Linked DNA regions of Mus musculus: all the other regions are linked to region 3. Evidence: chromatin contacts called from public HiChIP or PLAC-seq and promoter capture Hi-C data. All regions are on one chromosome and are shown on one strand. Each heading gives the region's core, a stretch centred on a gene start, on an enhancer-like site or on the middle of the called end of the contact. The rest is flanking DNA. Distances are from core to core; before and after follow the strand shown. Region 1 holds the start of Caprin2 (caprin family member 2). Region 2 holds the start of Dennd5b (DENN/MADD domain containing 5B). Region 3 overlaps Tmtc1 (transmembrane and tetratricopeptide repeat containing 1).

The links. Promoter capture Hi-C pulls out the DNA fragments that hold promoters and counts their contacts. HiChIP or PLAC-seq counts read pairs in DNA pulled down with a chosen protein or histone mark.
Region 1: a promoter capture Hi-C map of pre-B cells shows a contact between it and region 3, with 5 times the contacts expected there. The contact joins the promoter of Caprin2 here to the enhancer-like site in region 3. A contact is called at or near these places in 15 of 39 promoter capture datasets (the 3T3-L1 cell line, 3T3-L1-derived adipocytes, the C10 cell line and 10 more), 1 of 15 datasets of contacts at CTCF or cohesin (the NIH/3T3 cell line), 14 of 484 Hi-C or Micro-C datasets (the AML12 cell line, the C10 cell line, the C2C12 cell line and 9 more), 5 of 115 datasets of contacts at active chromatin or transcription factors (bone marrow-derived macrophages, embryonic basal ganglia, embryonic limb bud and 2 more) and 3 of 9 other capture datasets (adipose tissue, liver and macrophages).
Region 2: an H3K4me3 HiChIP or PLAC-seq map of forebrain shows a contact between it and region 3, with 4 times the contacts expected there. The contact joins the promoter of Dennd5b here to the enhancer-like site in region 3. A contact is called at or near these places in 1 of 39 promoter capture datasets (the 3T3-L1 cell line), 7 of 484 Hi-C or Micro-C datasets (the AtT-20 cell line, CD4 T cells, the G1E-ER4 cell line and 3 more) and 7 of 115 datasets of contacts at active chromatin or transcription factors (differentiating embryonic stem cells, embryonic forebrain, embryonic limb bud and 4 more).

What each region holds. Positions count from the first base shown.
Region 1 is chr6:148,894,775-148,899,180 of GRCm38.p6, reverse strand. It overlaps Caprin2 (caprin family member 2), which reads left to right and starts at 2,944. Exons shown (of 19, transcript NM_181541.4): 1 at 2,944-3,163; 2 at 4,025-4,244. The coding sequence starts at 4,068.
Region 2 is chr6:149,099,515-149,103,945 of GRCm38.p6, reverse strand. It overlaps Dennd5b (DENN/MADD domain containing 5B), which reads left to right and starts at 2,266. Exons shown (of 21, transcript NM_177192.3): 1 at 2,266-2,763. The coding sequence starts at 2,637.
Region 3 is chr6:148,258,864-148,262,895 of GRCm38.p6, reverse strand. It overlaps Tmtc1 (transmembrane and tetratricopeptide repeat containing 1), which reads left to right. Exons shown (of 20, transcript NM_198967.5): 13 at 5-113. All of the region lies in intron 1 of Gm52483 (a long non-coding RNA gene), which reads right to left. Among named protein-coding and RNA genes, the nearest start is that of Gm52483, 15 kb to the right of the region's middle. Within about 2 kb of position 2,440, at least 25 of the 459 cell types and tissues checked have an H3K27ac peak or open chromatin away from gene starts, as enhancers often do. A contact at or near this core is called in forebrain, pre-B cells and pro-B cells, where this site is marked.

The sequences.
Region 1 (4,406 bases), core at 1,695-4,194, 640 kb before region 3:
GTGACATTTTTTACTCATCTGGAATATAATAATTTCATGGTAAACTCTGAGTTTACTTCCCAATTGATGAGACAAAAAAAAAAATTATGAAAAAATAAGGAACTGAGGAAGGGAAAATGAAACATCAGCCTAAAGATTCTAGGGGTATATCTTCCCCCCCCCAAAGGATTTATTTATTATTCCTATCATTGTTTTGTTTTGTTTTGCAACAGGGTCTCACTATGAAATCTTGGCTGATCTGGGGCTCTTTATATAGACCAGACTAGCTTGAACTCACAGTGATCTGCCTCTATTTCCTAGAGTACTGGGGTTATAAGCTGCCCCACTACACCTGGCAAAAGTTTTTTTTTTTTTTTTTAAATTTTATGTGTATGAGGTTATCTTTTTGCCAGCATATGTGTCTCTGAACAATATGCATGCCTAGTGCCCACAGAAGGCAGAAGACAGAATTACAGACAGACAGTTGTGAGCCCTCTTGTAATGCTGAGAATTGAACTCAGGTCATCTGGAAGAGCTGCCCTTAACCACTGAGCTTCCTCTCTGGCCCCTATCTCTGAATACTTTCAAAATCTTTTTTTTTTTTTTTTAAGATTTACTTGTTTATCTTATGTATATGAGTGCACCATTGTTCTCTTCAGACAAAAGAGGGCATAAGATCCCACTACAGATGGTTGTGAACCACCATGTGGTAGCTGAGAATTGAACTCAGGATCTCTGGAAGAGCAGTCAGTGCTCTTAACCGATGAGCCATCTCTCCAGCCCTATTTTAAAATTCATATTTACAATTCTGTTGTGCTGACGATGGAATCCTAGGCCTCATACATGCTAGGCAGGCAATCTACCACTGTACCCCACCCTCACTCCCGTGAGCCCCTCTCTTCTGTTTGTTGTTTTGTACCTAAGTGGTACAAGCTGGTCTAGATCTCGTGATCCTCCTGCCTCGGCTGCTGAAGAGCTGGCATGAAAAGTTGAGAGTTTTTCCCAATTCATTCTCCTTTTTTGTGTGTGTATGTCATTCTCCTTTTTTAATTTTCAGAAAACACTGCTGCAACATTATTGTGGGGGTATTCTCTTACTAGTGTTATTACAAGCTTATACAAACTATACCCTTATTGCAACTGAAATTTAATTATTTGTGCTTTTGTATTTTCTCTTGATTCAGCCTATGTCCCATGTTATTAAATAAATTAACAGATTTATTAGCAATTCTCCCATTGAGTAGTTAGGATTATATCTCAATCTAATGGCCCAAATGATAGTTATGGTAAATCTGGAGATTCAGGCTATCCTCAGACTTATAATCTTCCTGCCTCGGCCTCTTGAGTGCTGGGAGTTGTGTGCCTGTAAAGGTATGTGCCACAACCCCTGGTTGGAAATATTATTTTTGGGTTCATTATTAGCATAGGCCAACAAAGGCATATGCAAATATAAATGTGTCAGTTCAGTTATCTGAAGGTGTGCTCATCACAGGCTTCATGGCCACTCTGTGTGGCAAAAGGTAAGTCTATTGGTCAGTTCAGCAGCCTGTTCTTTCTCTAGTTATAAATGAGGAAAACAGACAACATAGTGTTTGTCTAATATTCAAGTTGCAGGTATAGTTCAGAGATTCAAAGCTAAAATACAACATTAAAGAACATAATAGGACAGGGAGGAGAGATGACTCAGTGGTTAAGAGCACTGGCTGCTCTTCCACAGGCCCTCCCTGGGCTCAATTCCCTGCACCCACGTGGTGGTTCACAACTGTTTATAACTCCAGTTCCAGGGTATCCAACACCCTTTTCTGACCTACAGCAGGAACCAGGCAACCATGTACATAAACATACATGCAGGTAAACATGTAATAGGTAACAAGAAGTGCCAAAGCCAAGGTGATTTTTGGGTGGTCTTGTCCAGACTTTCCATTTATTTACTTGATTATGCTTTTGACTGCCCTGTTCTAAATAATTACCCTTGCCTCAAGGATAGGACTTAAAACCAATTCTATTTGGTAAAATACTTGGGCACAAGTTTTAATTTATTAACTTTATTATTTTATTTAGTTTATGAGGTAGTGTTTTTTGTTTAGGTCTGTTCCTGCCTCCCTGGTATTAGGGAGTAATCTACCCCTAAAACCTCATTTGATACAGGAACTACCACCAGTCCTTCAGAAGCTGACATTCTTCCTGTTTTCTGTTAACTTTATGCAACCCAACAAATAACTTTTTTTTGTTGTTGTTTTTTTTTTCTTTTTTTCGAGACAGGGTTTCTCTGTGTAGCCCTGGCTGTCCTGGAACTCACGCTGTAGACCAGGCTGGCCTCGAACTCAGAAATCTGCCTGCCTCTGCCTCCCGAGTGCTGGGATTAAAGGCGTGCGCCACCACTGCCCGGCCCAACAAATAATTTTAACAACTCTTTTAGTGCCAATGAAATGAATTGCTTCATAGCGACACATAGCCTTGGCGCATACCCTCCTACTACAAAGGCTGCAGTCATCTACTCTGCTGCTCTTACAGGCTGAGTCCTCTGACTCATTCTACAATGAAAAATCATCTGTGGGGCAAGGGTGCTCTTGTATTTTAGAAGTGCCCATTTAAACCATTAGAGCCTGAAGGCTGGCTTATCTGGTCATTCTGCGCAGGACTTGCTGCCTCTTTTCCAAGAATTGAAATCATCTGCACCAGTGCTGGCTGAAACAAGCGGGCCCATCCATGCTACCAGGTGCAGTATCTCACACCAGCCTCAGGCGCAACAGAGAAGCGCAGGGAAGGTACGCGCCAAGCGCAGGCTTGCAGAGAGGGGCACCGGAAAGGACCTGTCCCTCGCAGGTCCCGGGTACCGGAAAAGGGCGGACTGTGGTGGTCTAGCGCACGAGAGGGGAGTGGGAGGGGACACCGGAAGGCGAAGCCTCCGAGGGGAGCTCGCGTGCTAGAGGGCGGGGCAGAGGACCGGAAATAGGCGGGATTTGGGCGTGGTCGCGCCGTGCGCGGCCTACATAAGTTGCGCGCGCCTTGAGGGGGACAGCTTGGGCGCGAGCAGCGGAGTTGGCTGGGTGCACTGTCGGCGGTGGCCGCAGGCTAAGCTGAGGCGGGAGGAAGGGACGCGGGGGGAGAAGGGAGTGCGGGGTGGAGTTCGCCCACTTTGCAGCGCGCAGGACTCCCGCGCGCTTTCGGAGGCAGCCGGGGAGGTGAAGCAGGACGGCGGCGGGGTGGGTGGGTCTGCGCGGCCGCGGCGGGGTGGAGAAGCGTGGTGCCCCAGCATTCTGGGGTCGGGCTTCTCAGCGGCTTTGCAGAGCGCTCTGCGTCTGGTGGGCTGCGTGGGCCCTTAGACTGTGACCCTGACTGGGGCTCCTCTACTCGGGCCCTTGGGGCACTTGAACGAGCAATGGTGTCCAGGGGCTGTCTAGCTCTGGTCTTGCTCCTTACGGGCAGGATTTCTGAATAGAGTTGAAGTGTCCGACTCCTTGGTTTCCCGGTTCCTTGGTGCGGGTAGCGGAAGGCTTGCCAGTATAGGAGTGAGTGATTGTGAGTTACTGTAAACACAACTGGAAGCCACCTCGGCGTACAGTTTGTGAGACTTGGCAGCAGTGTCCAGGGGGATGCACTTGGTTAGGTCCTGGACAGTCAAAGAGTGTTGTCATTTAGTACAAGAAACTTGGTTCACGTAGACTTTGAGATAGCTTGAAGTTGTGGCTGCAACCCTCACCCTCCGCCCCCGACCATAGAAATTATTCAGAATGAGATCAGAAGCCTTCCGCTTGCTTAGCAGTTCTCCATGTGGGGAATAGAACTTCTGGAAACATTCCTATAGTGTAAATTTTGCCTACGTATAGACTGTCTTTATTGGCTATTGCTTGTGTCAATTAACCTTAGTAGGGGAGTGGAAGTACGCTGTCTGAATCAACGTTATGTTTTGACTTCATTTCATTTTAAAGAAGCTCCTCGTTGTGCACCTTTAGTTTACATTGGTACTTAACTCCTCCTGCCCCCATCCTTTAGCCTCATCTGTTTCAGTGGTGCAACTCTCTCCATCCCTTTTCGGTTACCAGTCACCTTCAGGCCGGCCATTCAGAGGAGGGAAAAGTGGGAAGTATGAAGTCAGCCAAGTCCCAAGTGAACCAGGATCAGCAAGGGGAAAACCAGCGGGCTCTGAGCCCCCTGCAGTCTACTCTCAGTTCTGCTGCATCTCCTTCCCAGGCATATGAAACCTATATTGATAATGGACTTATATGCCTTAAACACAAAATTAGGAACATCGAGAAGAAGAAGGTAACCTTTCTACCCCTCCCATCCCTGAGTGTGCATTACCATAAGCCAGGTTAAGGATTCGACATTCTTTATATCAGAGAACATAGATCTTCTTGCAAGTTTAATCGACCTTGAGACTTAGTTGCCTGGGAACAATTAAGCATCCAGGCTAAATGTTTGCTC
Region 2 (4,431 bases), core at 1,017-3,516, 840 kb before region 3:
TCAGGGGAAGACACCTGCTGCCACGTCTGACAAGTTGAGTTCATTTCCTAGGACCTAGGATGATGGAAGGAGGGAACTGGGTCCTACAAATTGTCCTCTGACCTCCACAAGCATGCCTACACACATACACACCTCACAAAACAAATAAAATGTAATAAAACATAAAAAGCTAAATAATAAGGGATACGGTTTTCCAAGTAGCCTTTGTTATGATAAGATTTTCCTAGAAAGCCAAAATCTTGGCATAAGAAAATATCACTCCAGATTTTCTTGTAGAAATTGGAATTGTGACAGCTTGGCATGTTTTATGCTAATTAGAGGTTAAAGCTGAGATTACTGACTCCACTGAAGGTTTTCCATTCAGGCAGCAATTGTGTTAGGGACCCCCAACAGAATGGAAGGCAGTATTCTAACATAGCCCTGGCTGTTCTGGAACTCATTTTGTGGACCAGCCTGGTCTCCAAATCATGGAGAGTTACCTGCCTTTGTCTTCTGAGTGTTGGGATTAAAGGTGTTGACCCCCCCCACCAACACACACACACACACACACACACACACACACACACACACACACACACACACACACGTGCGCACGCGCCTGGCCCTTAAGGGAGAAATTTTCTTTAGTGATGTAATTACTAACAAAGTGCCCATTCTCCTATAATAAAAGCTCACCTATTCTCCATAATCAACTCTAATGAAACCCATAGATCAGAAAATTGCCTTAGCAGATAAAGACTCCCCACCAAGACTGACTATCGGGGTTTTGATCTCCAGGACCTACATCATGGAAGGAGAAAACTGACTTCTGAAACTCATTCCCTGACCTGTACATAAGCACAGAACCCCCCCCCCCACACACACACACATACATACACACACACATACACACACACACAATGTCATTTTAAAAAGTCTTTAAAATTAAAATAAGTTTGGTGAACTTATTTGATCACCAAAAAGGTTAAAGAAATGAAAGCAGAAGGAGTTGGTGTGAAAAGGAAGGAGATCAGAGGGAATGGGGTGGGACAGGGGGTACAAGAAGGTTATAAAAAGATATGATCAAAATATGTACATGAAGCTGGGTTGTGGTGGCACATGCCTTTAATCCCAGCACTGAGAAGGCAGAGGCAGGAGGATCTCTGTGTGTTTGAGGCCAGCCTGGTCTACAAATAGAGTTCTAGGACAGCGAGAGCTGTCACACAAAGAAACCCTGTCTCAAAAAACAAAACAAGAAAGTACATGTATGGAAATGTCATGATTAAATACAGTATTCTATATATGTTAATAAAACAAAACTAAATCATTACTGTTTACAATTTTATAAATCAGTTACTGCTCAAATGAACAGAAAGCATGTTTCTTGATTAGCACAAACAATAAATCAGTTTTCTGCTATATTTGACTAGCTTAGAATCTAACATCCTGCAAGAAGCCACCAACAAAAATAGAAATACTCAGTAAAATATTTTTATGTGTACTCTGTATAATAGAAGCAATAATTGCATAACATTAAATGTCCATATACATTACAGATTTCAAAGTTGGTTATTTTCCCAGTAGCACCATCCTGATACTACCTAGATTATCATCATTCTTTCCTTCACTAAAATATAAATGGCAGGTCAAGTGGGACCCAAGGTTCTATAGATACTGGAAAGAATGAACCAGGAAGCATAAATACTCCCCATCCCAAGTACAATCCAGCTAAAATGGTAAGAGAAGTCATTTCAAGGGTTCCGGAAGATTATTGGAAGGTACGATAGAAGCTAAGAGTCAATTACCCAGGTTGTTATTTACCCTCCTCATTTTTGTGTGTGTTGAGATGGAGTCTCACTAGGTAGAGAGGCTCATCTCCAACTCCGGATCCTCCTGCCTCAGTCACAGGAGTGCTGGAATTATAGATGTGAGTCACCACGTCCTGCCGGGGACTAGGATCTTAAAATGGTTTAAGCATCTGCATGACAGTTTAAAAATACGGTACAGACGTTGTGGGAAATGACCTCAGCGTGCTGTCTCCCTTTTCCAAAGCTACGTTATTGTTTAGGTTGGGTTGGGCGACATCCTCTCTGGAAGATACGATCCTGCTCTGCGGCTCGTGCTCAACCGACTGTTGGGGGCTGCACCGTGCAAGAGAGGTTTCCTCAATATTACCGCGGGTGGGCACGCACCCAGACGCGCCCCCGATCCTCCGAGCTCACTGGTGCGCGCCCCGAACCGCGCGCCACCGAGCTCTGCGGGCGCTCCCGTCGCGCAGCGCGGTTCAGTTGACCCGCGGGCGCCAGACGCTGCGCTCCAGCGGGCGCAGCCGCGGCGGCGCGGGCCTCCCTAGCTGACACTCCCCCTGCGCGCCCCTCCCCCGCCGCGGCGGAATCCCGCCCGCCCTCCGGTCCGCGCGCGAGCCCGAGGCCGCTTCCTCGGTACCAGCGTCTAGAAGGATCCCGGCCGCGGCGATTGCGCGGCCATGGGCGCGCCGGGCTCGTCCTAGGGTCGCGGCGGAGACCGCAGTCGGAGCGCCGCGGTGGCCTCCTCCGCGAGGGAAGCCTGCGACGCTTCTCAGCGAGGCTTCTCATCGGTTCACGCCGGAGAGCCTCCTCCGCGAACCCCAGCGACGGTCGCACCGGCAGCGCGGCGGGATGAGCGGTAGCAGCGCGGCGCCGGGCCCGGGCTCGGGGTCCTCCCCGGCCGCCTGTCGCTTCGCGCACTACTTCGTGCTGTGCGGGATCGATGCGGACAGCGGGCTGGAGCCCGACGAGCTGGCGGGTAAGGCCGGGCTGGCTTTGGAGGCGCTAGGGAGGCGAGGTGCGGGCTCCAGACAAAAAGTCGGCGGCTATAGCCGCGCTCCGGCTAGATGGGCACTCGTGGGCGACATAATGACATTGTTGTTAATTCCGCGCTCTGGCTAAGCCCCTGGGTGTTGGGTCCTTGTAACCGGCGCGGGTCCCCAGAGGGCCCGACCCTCCGCTGCTCGCGGGTGGCTCATGGTGCGCGGGACCGGGCTGTGCAGTGGTTCGTGAAGTTTGGCCCTGGCGGCGGATGCGGTGGTCGGCAGCTCCATGAAGGAGTCGGGACCGCGGGGCTACGGTGAGGTCCGCTCGGGCAGGAGGCCCAGCGGGATCGACCCCGACCGCTCTGGGTCGGCGCCACCCCTCCCCCTGGTTCTGCGATGACGAGCGAGTCACCCTTTGGAATCCTGTGGATTTGGCAGTGCCAGTGCCGCGAGCTAGCGAGGACCTTTGGACGCTTGGGTTGCGGCCTGATGCTTTGTTGATACCCCTGCCTGGTTCCTGAGTTGATGTAGTTGGACAATCCTCCCCAAGAGGGGCGCGCCGTGAATCACTGCCGAGGTGTCACTGGAGGAGCATGGCCCCCATTTGACGGGTTTGGTGACGCAGTGCGGGACTGAGCTGGGGAACGTACCCTGGGAACCCGGGCAGTTGAAGGATGGTAGGGACCGGGGAATGCGAAATGTAGAAAGCAGGCCGGGGAGAAATGACTGACTGAATTTTTCATTCCGCTTTCCTCCTTGGAATCTGAATTGTGATTTTTTTTTTTTTTTTTTTTTTTGGTAAGGGTGAGACACATAACGCCTACCACCAGAACTTTATTTGTGTCAGTGCTAAACACTTAGGTCATAGCCTTTCACAGCAGCTTTTTTGGAATATACCATCCCAGGTTGATTGCACTAGTATAGATTTTTTTCTCTCTTCCTTTGAGGAAAGGGCTGGGAAGAATGTATTAAATAATAAATGATAGTAAACAAAACGGGTCAGCCTTTACTAATACAGTCTCACGTCTTAATTGAGCATATTATTAAGTCAGCTTCACAGTAAAATGTTAACAAAAACTAAGTATAGTTTTAGAGGAATAATGAAATACCAAGTTTTCCCTGTATGTATAATTATATAATCCTACTGTTTCTTCAGCTAAGATTTCATGTACATGTTAAGAATAGTATAGTTAAGGGACATGAAGTTGCAGGGGGGGGGGGTGTCTGCAATAGTGATTTTGGAGAAAGAGTTTTTTTGGGCTAGTAAAAAATATATTTTTCTAGGACTCCTCTAAACAACTAGGATTTCTTGGGCCTTCTATGACAGGTGAATGATGAAATAAAAAAGCCTGTATTTGCCCTTTCCATTCACCTCAGTCTTCATAAAGCAGTATCTCCTATTGTTCTTTTGATTGTTCTTATTGTATTACTACTTAGAAGAGAAAGATTCTTGGGCCAGCGGAATACTCGGCTCAGTGAAAACATGCACTACTCTTGCTGAAGGAGGACCCAAGTTTGATTCTTAGCACCCAGATTAGGAGGCTTATAAGCACTTCTAGTTCTAGTTCTAAAGGAGCTGACACACTTGGCCTCTGAGGGCATTTTCTCTAATACACACACACACACACACACACACACACACACTTAAACAGTATAAAAAT
Region 3 (4,032 bases), core at 1,191-3,690:
GCAGGTCCCAGGAGAAGACAGAAGAAGCCATCATGCTGCTGAAGGAATCCATTAAATATGGTCCAGATTTTGCTGATGCCTATTCAAGCTTGGCTTCCCTACTGGCGGAGCAGGTAATTGTTTCCATTTAATTTCAGAAGTGTTTTTTTAAATGTTACTTTCAAGTGCATCTGCCAGTATCATCACAGTATCATCTAGTTAGTCTGGCTAAGGGTTTATCTATCTTGTTGATTTTCTCAAAGAACCAGCTCCTGGTTTGGTTGATTCTTTATAGTTCTTTTCGTTTCCACTTGGCTGATTTCAGCACTGAGTTTTGATTATTTCCTGCTGTCTACTCCTCTTGGGTGCATTTGCTTCCTTTTCTAGAGCTTTTAGATGTGCTGTAAAGCTGCTAGTGTATGCTCTCTCCAGATTCTTTTTGGAGGCACTCAGAGCTATGTGTTTTCCTCTTAGGACTTTCATTGTGTCCCATAAGTTTGGATATGTTGTGGCTTCATTGTCATTAAACTCTAAAAAGTCTTTAATTTCTTTATTTCTTCCTGACCGAGTTATCATTGAGTAGAGTGTTGTTCAGCTTCCACGTGTATGTGGGTTTTCTATTATTTATGTTGTTATTGAAGATCATCCTTAGTCCATGGTGATCTGATAGGATGCATGGGATTATTTCAATATTTTTGTATCTGATGAGGCCTGTTTTGTGACCAATTATATGGTCAATTTTGTAGAACGTACTATGAGGTGCTGAGAAAAAGGTATATCCTTTTGTTTTAGGATAAAATGTTCTATAGTATCAGTTAAATTAATTTGTTCCATAACTTCTGCTAGTTTCACTGTGTCTCTGTTTAGTTTCTGTTTCCAGGATCTGTCCATTGATGAGAGTGGGGTGTTGAAGTCTCCCACTATTATTGTGTGCAGTGCAATGTGTGCTTTGAGCTTTACTAAAGTTTCTTTAATGAATGTGGATGTCCTTGCATTTGGCACATAGATGTTCAGAACTGAGAGTTCCTCTTGGTAAATTTTACCTTTGATACGTATGAAATGTCCCTCCTTATCTTTTTTGATAACTTTAGGTAGAAAGTCGATTTTGTTCGATATCAGAGTGGCTACTCCAGCTTTTTTCTTGGGACCATTTGCTTGGAAAATTGTTTTCCAGCCTTTTACTCTGAGGTAGTGTCTGTCTTTGTCACTGAGGTGGGTTTCCTGTATGCAGCAAAATGTTGGGTCCTGTTTTCATGACCAGTCTGTTAGTCTATATCTTTTTATTGGGGAATTGAGTCCATTGATATTAAGAGATATTAAAAAAATTTTTTGAGAATGAAATGTTTCACCTCATAGTGGACTCTTAAGCATGTTCTTCGTGTATGCGGTATGCTAGCTGGATATCTTTTGGCATAATTGTTACACGTTTGGCATGGATAGCCCACCCACAGGCTGGTATCTTCAAAAAGACCAACCAGATAGGCATCACTTGCCTCCTGCAAAGCACCAATAGCTGCACTCTGGAAGCACAGATCTGTTTTGAAGTCCTGAGCAATTTCTTGCACCAGAAGCTGAAAGGGGAGCTTGTGAGTCAGAAGTTCAGTGGACTTCTGATAGAGTCTGATTTCAGAGTGCCACAGAACCAGGCCTGTAACTATGAGGTTTCTTCACCCCTCCAGTAGAGGGTGCACTCTTGTGAGCAGCTTTTGTAGCCAGTTGTTTCCTGGGTGCTTTACCATGGGTGGATTTGTGGGCAGTCTGCTTTGTATGAACCTTGTTATGGACACCTCCTTACTTACCCCCACCCCCTTCTTCTGGAGCTTGGCAAGCTAGAGGCGGCTGGCGTTAGGGAGCGGCAGCACGACAAAGGCTGCAAACACAATTCTAATCACAGGTTTTTATAGAATTGTCATAACTAATAATTGGCAGCTCCTGTCAAACTCTAGGTATAATCTCAGTTTGTTCTTGATCAACACTAGAAGCCCAATTTTCTCACTGTACAAGGAGAGGGGCGTCAAAGGCAGAAGGATACTATTGTCCGTGATGTGTCTGCTGTCATTTGGAGACAAAGTATGTCAAGAATAATATATGACATTTGCTATTGTTTCTAAAAACTTTTTAATTAAAAAATTACAGAGAAATATGCTAACCTTCAACCCTTTGTGAGCTCCAGTCTGCTCTGCTCTTCCTATGTTGCTTGCTTCTGAGAGGCAGTGGGGGTGGGGGAGCGAGTGCTCCCTTTTGTTCAGGGGTTTTCTAGCCAGAGCTTTGGCATTCCTTCCAGAATGAACTCCTGTGTGGTCTCACATTCCATGTTTTTATTACTGTTTACTTGTGCTATGATGATTTTGTATCTTAAAACCTGCTAGGGAAGAACAGATGGCAAGGCAGGCCCCCAGGAGACCATCTCTGGCATGAGCAGTTGTGCTCTGAATCCCTGTCTCCTTTTCACTTGTCTGAATGACTTGAAACCAATTTTCAGGGTGTGCTGTGTTTGTCTGCCCCTTGCCCTGGGGAATGCACATGAGTTATCTTATATAAACGGATGCTCTGCTTTTGTTGACACATGAAAGTGACCCTGATAGCTGTAGGTTCTGCTGTCAATCAATTGCCAGTCCTCTTTTAAAAGTCAAACTGAGAGATGCCTTGGAGCAGCTGCTAGCTAAACATAAGGAATGGTTTGGCCCACACATTGGTTACTGAGGCTACAATTTGCATTTTAAACATTTTATAAGTTCCAACCAGTAGCAAAATTAGAATAGTCTATAAATATTCAACTGACAGAAGTTACAAACTGTGTTTTAATACAGCCATTTCTAGACCGTTCCTCAGACATAAACATCTGTGGATTTGTGGGTCCCAGATATAAAATGACATCATAGATAAACAGCTCCTACGCACATCATTAAATTACTTAAACTTAGTGCAGTGTACACTAGCTATAGAAATAGCTGCTATACTTTATTAATTAGGGACTAAACAAAAGAAACTTCAGTATAGGCATAGTATTTTCTGAGTGTTATTTGTGTGTGTATGTGTACCAGAAAAAAAAAGATATCTAATACCTTTCTCTTTTGCCTTCTGCCTTATTCTTTTGAGTCAGCGTCCCTCACTGGACCAAAGTTTACTCTCTTGGATACACTGGCTAGCTGGTGAGTTTCTGGGGTCTGCCTGTCTTTGCCCAGATCACTGAGGTTAGACACACATGTCCATGTGTGAAACTAGAGATTCAGATTCAGGCACACAAGACGTACATATAAGCTTATAAGGCTTACCCCTGAACCGTGTTCTCAGCCTCTTTCTTGACTATTTTTGATCTGAGGTTTGTTGCACCTGCAGATAGAGAGGCACGGTGTTCTCTAAACAGTGTAGATAGGCTGTAGTCAGAAAGCCTATCTGGAATAGATGACTTCCTTGAATGTTGACTTTTTACAGTGTTTAATTAATTAAGGTGATCCTCCATGATGTATGCTTTCAGTCCTTGACAACTTTTGGCTCACAGGGAAAAGACAGCCTGCATCCCCCGGGATCACGTTTTCTCTTCACCCTGACCCCTTCATCTCTCAGAGAGACACACCCTGCCTCTGCCTCTGACCTAGGTATGTCAGGCACCTCATTGTGCAGGCATTTTCTTCAACCACCACACATCTCTACCCAGATCCGTCTTCCCTCCTGCCGTGCAGTCGCCGCCTACACAGTACCGTGTTGACCCTTTGTCTACTTTCTGTCATGTCTCCCATCACTTTGTCCTCCTGTGTATTTATTTCCTACAGCTTTATGTTATCTAACATAGCTCGGTGGGCTAATGCTCTTTCATCCACCTCCAGAATGTTTGACTCTGTAAGGGCATTTATTGTAATTATTGTAGTAGTCTCACACCTGCCAGGCTGTATGCAGTTAGTAGATTCCAGATGTGTGAGTAAATAAACTTGGAGAGTGTGCAGTCCCCACTTCAGTCCTCTCATTGAGTTGTGCCTTATTGTGATGCCCTGCCCTGCCCTGCCCTGCCCTGCCCTGCCCTACCCTGGGGTCTAGTGTGAGAAGCAGCTGTGA